Linked DNA regions of Sus scrofa: region 1 is linked to region 2. The links are chromatin contacts, called in public promoter capture Hi-C maps. All regions are on one chromosome and are shown on one strand. The core of a region is the stretch at or near the end of the contact, and the rest is flanking DNA. Distances in the headings are between cores, read along the strand shown. Region 1 holds the start of LOC102160250 (40S ribosomal protein S24-like). Region 2 holds the start of SYNJ1 (synaptojanin-1).

Evidence for each region. Promoter capture Hi-C pulls out the DNA fragments that hold promoters and counts their contacts.
Region 1: a promoter capture Hi-C map of fetal liver shows a contact between it and region 2, with 2.9 times the contacts expected there. The contact joins the promoter of LOC102160250 here to the promoter of SYNJ1 in region 2. A contact is called at or near these places in 2 of 5 promoter capture datasets (fetal liver and liver), 5 of 47 Hi-C or Micro-C datasets (alveolar macrophages, embryonic fibroblasts, liver and 1 more) and 2 of 2 datasets of contacts at active chromatin or transcription factors (alveolar macrophages and skeletal muscle).

Annotation. Positions count from the first base shown.
Region 1 is chr13:196,225,303-196,228,505 of Sscrofa11.1, forward strand. LOC102160250 (40S ribosomal protein S24-like) reads right to left here and starts at 1,623. Exons shown (of 1, transcript XM_005670326.1): 1 at 1,309-1,623. The coding sequence starts at 1,623. The coding sequence ends at 1,309. C13H21orf59 (UPF0769 protein C21orf59 homolog) reads right to left here and starts at 93. Exons shown (of 7, transcript XM_003132752.4): 1 at 1-93.
Region 2 is chr13:196,328,332-196,331,925 of Sscrofa11.1, forward strand. SYNJ1 (synaptojanin-1) reads right to left here and starts at 2,181. Exons shown (of 32, transcript XM_013982569.2): 1 at 2,040-2,181; 2 at 865-1,010. The coding sequence starts at 2,134.

The DNA.
Region 1 (3,203 bases), core at 373-2,872, 100 kb before region 2:
GGCCGGGAGTGGGTGGGGTGGTGGGCACCCGCAGGCGCCGAGCCCCTCAACAGCCTCCACAGGGCACCTGCGAGTCGCAGGAGCATTTCCGCCGGCTCCAATCCTCACTTCCGGAAACGCCTCCTGCCGCTTCCGGTCTGCGCCGTTTTGGAGAGGCTGTCCTGGCTCGCTCATGGTGCCTGTTTCCTCTGCTCGGGTTTTCAGCACGGAGGCGTTTGGGAAAGTGTCCATATTCCTTTGTTCAGGCTGATTCGGATATATCTAGAGTGACTCGAGCAGCTGCTAGTGCAGCGACCTCTTCCCACCCCGCCAACCATCCAGCCGACCACCAACCAACAAATTCCTATTGAAGAGCAATAGGGCTTGTGCTGTTTCTTCCAAGAGCCGGTGACATGGCTGCAGGTCCACAGCTTTCCTGGAGCTTATGTTCAGTGTAGGTGACAAAGAGAAAACAAAAGTAAACAGACAAGGCAAATTCAAATAGAGGTATGAAGAAAACACGACAGGGCGACTGGCTTTTTAAATTGGTTGGTCAAAGAATGCCTAAATAAATGTGGATGACATTTGCACTGAGCCCTTAATAACATGGCGCCAACAAAACTAAGATACTGCGCAGCTCCTACCCCTAGTTATTTCCTTTGAAGCCCATTGCTAAATGCGAATTGATTTGAATATGGCAAGCACCTGCTACTTGGTATACCTGAAACCTTGGCTTCCTCCATTGAAAGTGTATCCCTAGAGTTCAGGGCCGAGTGGAGGAATTTTGTGACTGTAGGCCTGGAAATGCCCAAAGCCAATCCAGGGCCTCATATGAATACCATTAGGCTGGTAATGGCCAGAAGGGGTATGGCATCCAGGGAGGGATGTGTTTTCACCTCTAGTACTGTTGAGGCAGGGATCATGGAGACCCTGCAACATGCAGCACTGATCAGATTGGCACATGTCTCTCTTAGCTCCTGACCACTGGCTATTAGATTATCCCCATTTCTTCTGAATCCAGTTCTTTATCCATCATGCCTGCTTCAAATCTGGTTTACAGGTGCCTTCTGGGTAGTGTGACTGTTTATCCACAAACGTGTATTACAAGGTCTCGGGGTATAATTTTTAATAATATAAAATGAAAAGTATAGAAAAGCCATGTTTGTATTGGCGATCCAGTTTTGTTTAAATATGTAGTTTACGAACAGCATCTCTGGTGGGAAATCTGCCAAAGTGCCCCAGATGAGGCGGTTAACCATCTTTAATTTTTGTCAGCACCGATATTTGCCCTTGAGTTCCTCTTAACATTATTCTTTGGTTGTGTTCTTGTCAGTGTTCTCGTAAGGTCTTTTTCTTCTCATACGGGTCATATCTTGCAAGTTTGGTGTGCAGCTTTTTCTCGGTGTGGTTTACATGATTATAGATTATGAAAAACCCTGTTGTCTTGTCACCACCCAAATGGGTTCTGAATTTGAAGCCAAAGCTGACAAATGTGGGGTCTTGAGTACTTTGCTTATTGTCTGTAAATATTATAGGTACTGTTGCCTTTCTAGGATAAAGGGCATCCCATGACCATTTGTATCCGTTGAAGCAAACCACTGCGATGAACACTCTGGTCCAGATAATTAATGGGCCATTTGCCATGGCTGCTGGATATCAGGTAGCCAGGGAGGAAAAGAGCAAATTTTTACTCTATTGAAAAAAAATTTTTTAAATAACGTTAACATGGGTATGTAGCCCTGAAGAATAGAGAATATCATTTTGCTTTTTTTTAGGGGAGGTGGGGAGGGCACTTTTCCTTCGGCATATGGAGCTTCCCAGGCTAGGGGTCAAATTGGCGCTACAGCTGCTGGCTGATACCACAGTCACAGTACCACCAGATCTGAGCCTTGTCTTCCACCTACACCGCAGCTCATAGCAACAGTGGATCCTTAACCCACTGAGTGAGGTCAGGGATCAAACCCTCGTCCTTATGGATACTAGTTAGATTTGTCACTGCTGAGCCACAACAGGAACTCCTACATGTTTTAAATTTTATATAACTGCTGTCACACTGTATTGTTTTGTAACTTGCTTTATGGCTCCACAATGAGATTCACTAATATGTCATTCACTTTTTCAGTGCTGTATACTATTCTACCGTATAGTCATGTCACTCCATTCCCCCCTTGATGGTTAGTTTATTTCTAGTTTTCACTGTTACAAACAATGCATGTCTTGGTTCATGTGTCCTAGAATTCTCTCCAAATCAAAAAAAATTTTCTTTTCCTGATTTTTAGGGATGCATGTGTAGCATATGGAAGTTCCCGGACTAGGGGTTGAAATGGAGCTGCTGGCCTACACCACAGCTCACGCAATGCCAGATCCTTTAACCCACTGAATGGGGCCAGGGATCGAACCTGCATCCTCATGGATACCAGTTGGGCTCGTTACTGCTGAGCCACAACAGGAACTTCCAAATCAAATTTCTTCTGATAGAATATATGAACTTTTACTGGACATTGTTAAATTGCTCTTTAGAACTGATGTGCTAATTTGCCCTCTTACCAACAGTGCATGAATTTCCATTTTTCCACATGCTTGCTAATCTTGATGTTGTCAGACCTATTTTTCTAACAGTAATAAATTGATGTTTTGATTTATGCATCATTGTTTTGTGAGTTTGGTTTTCCTGTGTTAATCACTTATGCTGTAGTCTGTGGACATGCAGGGCTCAGGCTCTGGATACAGATCATGTGGAGAGGCTGACAGGGAGAAATAATTGCAAACCACATATCCAACAAAGGTGAAGTATCTAGAATATTATATAAAGAACCCTCAAAAACACATCAGTTAAAAAAAAAGACAATATTTAGAAAATGGGCAAAGGACACAAATATATATTTCAGTAACGAAGACATTAGATGACAAATCAGCACATTAAAATATGTTCACCATCACTAGGAAGCACAAATTAAAGTCACAATGAAATATTCACTACTAAACTGGCTAAAATATAGTGACAAGAGGAATTCCCTGGTGGCTCAGTGAGTTAAGGATCTGGCATTGTCACTGCTGTGGCATGGGTTCAATTCTTGGCCTCAGGACTTCTGCATCTGTGGGCACAGCCAAAAAAATAATTTTTTTTTTTTTTTAAAGTAACAACAGCAAATGCAGGCAAGGATGCAGAGGAACTGGATCACTCATAAATTGCTGATGGGAATGTAAAACTGTCATTCTAAAAT
Region 2 (3,594 bases), core at 931-3,430:
TTTCTTTTCAATTTCATCCATTTTCCTACAAAACAACCTTAACATTACTCATATACTATTTTTCTTGTGGTGCAAGTAGTCCTTTTCTTTAAAATAAACTATGAAAATAATTTTCTAAACAATATGAAATCAATCACCTACCTTACATGAAATGTTAAAGCTTGTTTACAATTCTCTTAATGAAAATATAAGAGCCTCACCATAAGATACTCCAATAATATTAAATACTCTTATAGTCCATTACTATAACTGACCTATAAGAAATTCATCACAGGAGTTCCTGTCGTGGCGTAGAGGAATCGAATCCGACTAGGAATCATGTTGTTCGGTCAGTGGGTTAAGGATCTGGTGTTGCCATGAGCTGTGGTGTAGGTAGCAGATGTGGTTCGGATCCTGCGTTGCTGTGGTGTAGGCTGGCAGCTGTAGCTCTGATTAGACCCCTAGCTTGGGAACCTCCATATGCCGGAGGTTCGTCCATAAAAAGCAAAAAAAAAAAAAAAAAAAAAAAAAGAAATTCATCACAGCAAAAATGTCAAGCAAGCCATTTTATGGGTTGATGTGTTGTGCTACAAATTGCAACCATATTTTTTTTCTTTTTTAGAAAGATTTACTTTTAGGAGCAGCAGAGGAACCCAAGAAAGCAAAAATGTGTACCAAAACCTGCATCTCCCCCCACCTCCAAAAAAAACCTGCAGCAGGGGAAGAAAAGAAAATAAGATCTGGTTAAAAGGAAATAAAAGCATGACCTGCTAGGTGAAAAACAATGAGAAGGTTATCAGAGTCTTCCTTAAAAAAATGGGTTGAATCTGAATTATTTCAAATCAAAACAGACCATCATCAGCTGGGCTGTACGAGATGACTTACAGAGCACGGCTACAGCCCCAGACTCGAACATGAGACATTCTTCCTTATGCCTAGTTTCCACTATGAGGCTGAAAGGTGGGGGATCCAATTTGTGATAGATCCGAAATCCTTTGCTGAACGCCATTCTCCTTTCTTCAGAGGCAGCCCTGTGAAAACCAAGCAAAAGCAAAGCAAATGAAGCTAATGTTTCTTTCTGCAGCAAGGACTGCAAGGCATCCAGAAGTCCCTCCCTGCCAGGTTTTGATGGGGGGTGGGGTGGAAAAAAAAGGGAGCTCGGGGAGAGAATGGTTTATTCCAAAAGATAAGTCGTCACTTAATTTTACAGAAAAGCAAGACGAAACGGCACCAATTCTCAGCGCAAGGCAAGTCGGGGTTTTATCACTCCAAGCCCATGAACGGCTTGGTTAAGAGGAGTTTCCCCTTTAGTTTATGTTTACCAAAAGGAAAAAAATTGAGCGTATTTCGCTCGGAATTGTTTATCAGCTTCCTGCTTCAGGATTTGTCACTACGTTAAAAGGGAAACGGTTCGGAAACTTCAGGCCGAAAGGGGGAAAACGAGACGTAGGTGGGAAGGTTACCAAGGCGGATTCAAAGCTCCTTAGGGGGCGAGAAATGGGAAAGGATTACCCGACTGAACAAGCTCTCCCGGGGGCGGCGGTGAAGGGCAAGGAAAGCGACACAGGTTACCGCCGCCTCCCGCCCAGCCCCAGGGCACCGCGGGCTGACCGGTCCGCAGGCGGCAGCCGGTAAATATGAATGGCCACCCGGGAAGAGTCACGACTCGGGACACGGACCCGACCGGGGCTCCTCGGGGGTCCCGGGCAATCGACCGTCAGGAAAGCGGCTCCTTCCCAGGGGGACGGAAACGACGAGCAGTCCGTTCCCTCCATTATACGCCAGAAAAGATGACCCGGCGCCCATACTAATCGGTGCCTTTCCTGCGGGCAGGCTGACAGCCGCTGTCACCTCAGCCCCCCGCCCGACGCGGCGCCCTCACAACCAGTGGGCTCCCAACCACCCTGCCAGCCCTCCCATACCCGGCAGCCGGCGGTCGCCTCTCACCGCTCCCGCCCAGGCTGCGGAGGCGGAGATTGCTCCAGGAAGCGCCGGCCCGCGAGCCCCGCAGCCGGTGGGTCCGGCCGCAGCCGCTCCCCGCCCTCCGCCAGCCGGCTCACCTCTTCCTCCGGCTCCTCCTCCTCCGTCTTCCGCAGCCGCAGCCACAGTCGCCGGAAGCGTCACTTCCGTTCCAGCAGGTCCATCTCTTCCGCATTGCGCCGGGGCCCGGGGCGGAAGGCCCGCCCCTCGCAGGAAAGGGGCGGGGGCGTCCGGGGGCCACGCCCACTCGGGGGCCGCCCGGCGGGCCAGGTAGTGGTGGGTGGCCACCGCCTCCAAGGGCACCAACCTTCGCCGCGGGCGGCGTGTACCCCAGGCTGCGGCTGCAGGTCCCACCGCTGGTGATGCGACGGGGAGAGGGAAGATGCGTCCTTCTTGACCCCCTTGCGTGGGCTTTTCAGAGCTTACCAGCCCTCCCTGTAGGCTCCAAGGAGGGACTCTGGGGAAAAGCTTTGGGAGCTGGATATTGATACGTGCCCAAGATGGGTGTCCCGACCACCCCCTGCGGCCCCCATCGGCGTAGACTCGGGGGAGGCCTCGGGACAGTCAGCGCAGCAGGCTAAGAGGGCAAAGCCTGAAGAGCTGTCCATGGTGTCTCCCTGCGAACAGCGCCGGGTTCTTATTCTGAGCGTCTCGGTAGGAAGCAGGAAGAAAAACTAATTCCGTTTTGGAACAACCTTGCTCGTTGCCTTTTCATTTGCTGTGTTCTGGAGCTCTCAAGAGTACTATAAAAAAGAGTCCTCAACTGTATGTACAGTGGAGAGAATAGGAAATCGCTAGCTAGGATCTCAATACTCAAACATGGCTGGCTGGACTGAGGCCAAGGCAGCTATGGTTGTCACTGAATAGCGAATATTTTGCTAACAGTGTAATTTCATAACTAAAGAATCTTCCCCTTTCCTCCTATCTTCATTTTTCAACAAATCATGCATCGTGGCTTATATCGTTTTTTTCTACGGACTTCTTATTCCGTTTCCACTTAATAAATCTAAAAATGATCAAAACCAACAGGGCAAAAAGGAATTGAAAAACCCGAAGAACTCAGCCCCCTGGGAAACTGTTTCCACTTGCCTTTGCTTTTTCTTTATGTCTTCCCCTTCTTGCTTTACCAACAGCAAAAGCAGAATTTAAATTTAGTATATTGCACAAGATCATTTCCCCCTCTGGGCCCTGTCACATGGCTTCACATTTCACTTTAGAGAAGCTAGAACCCACTCTGGTTTCGGGATACTAAAGTAGCTGTCATTCATTAAAAATGAAGCCACGACTTTTCTAGAAGGTGATGGCAGACACTTAGCTTTAGTTCTGAGAAGTGGAGAGGATTTCTCTTATTCAGTACTACTCCTTAGAAAAACTGTTTTGCTCAACTGGTGGTTACTGACAGCAGCCTCGGAATTAATGAAGTTACTCTACTGGTCTATGGTTACTTCTGCCCCTCACGTGCCCCCTTCAGAAGAATCCATTCCAATTGAAGATGACATTGGACAGAGAAAACAAAATGGGAGTGGGCGAGAATGGAATTTTTCTTATTGCCTTTTCAGGTATAATACTTCCACAAGGAATGCCAGACAGGTAAGCACCAAAACAACAACAACAACAACAAAAACATAGGGAAGG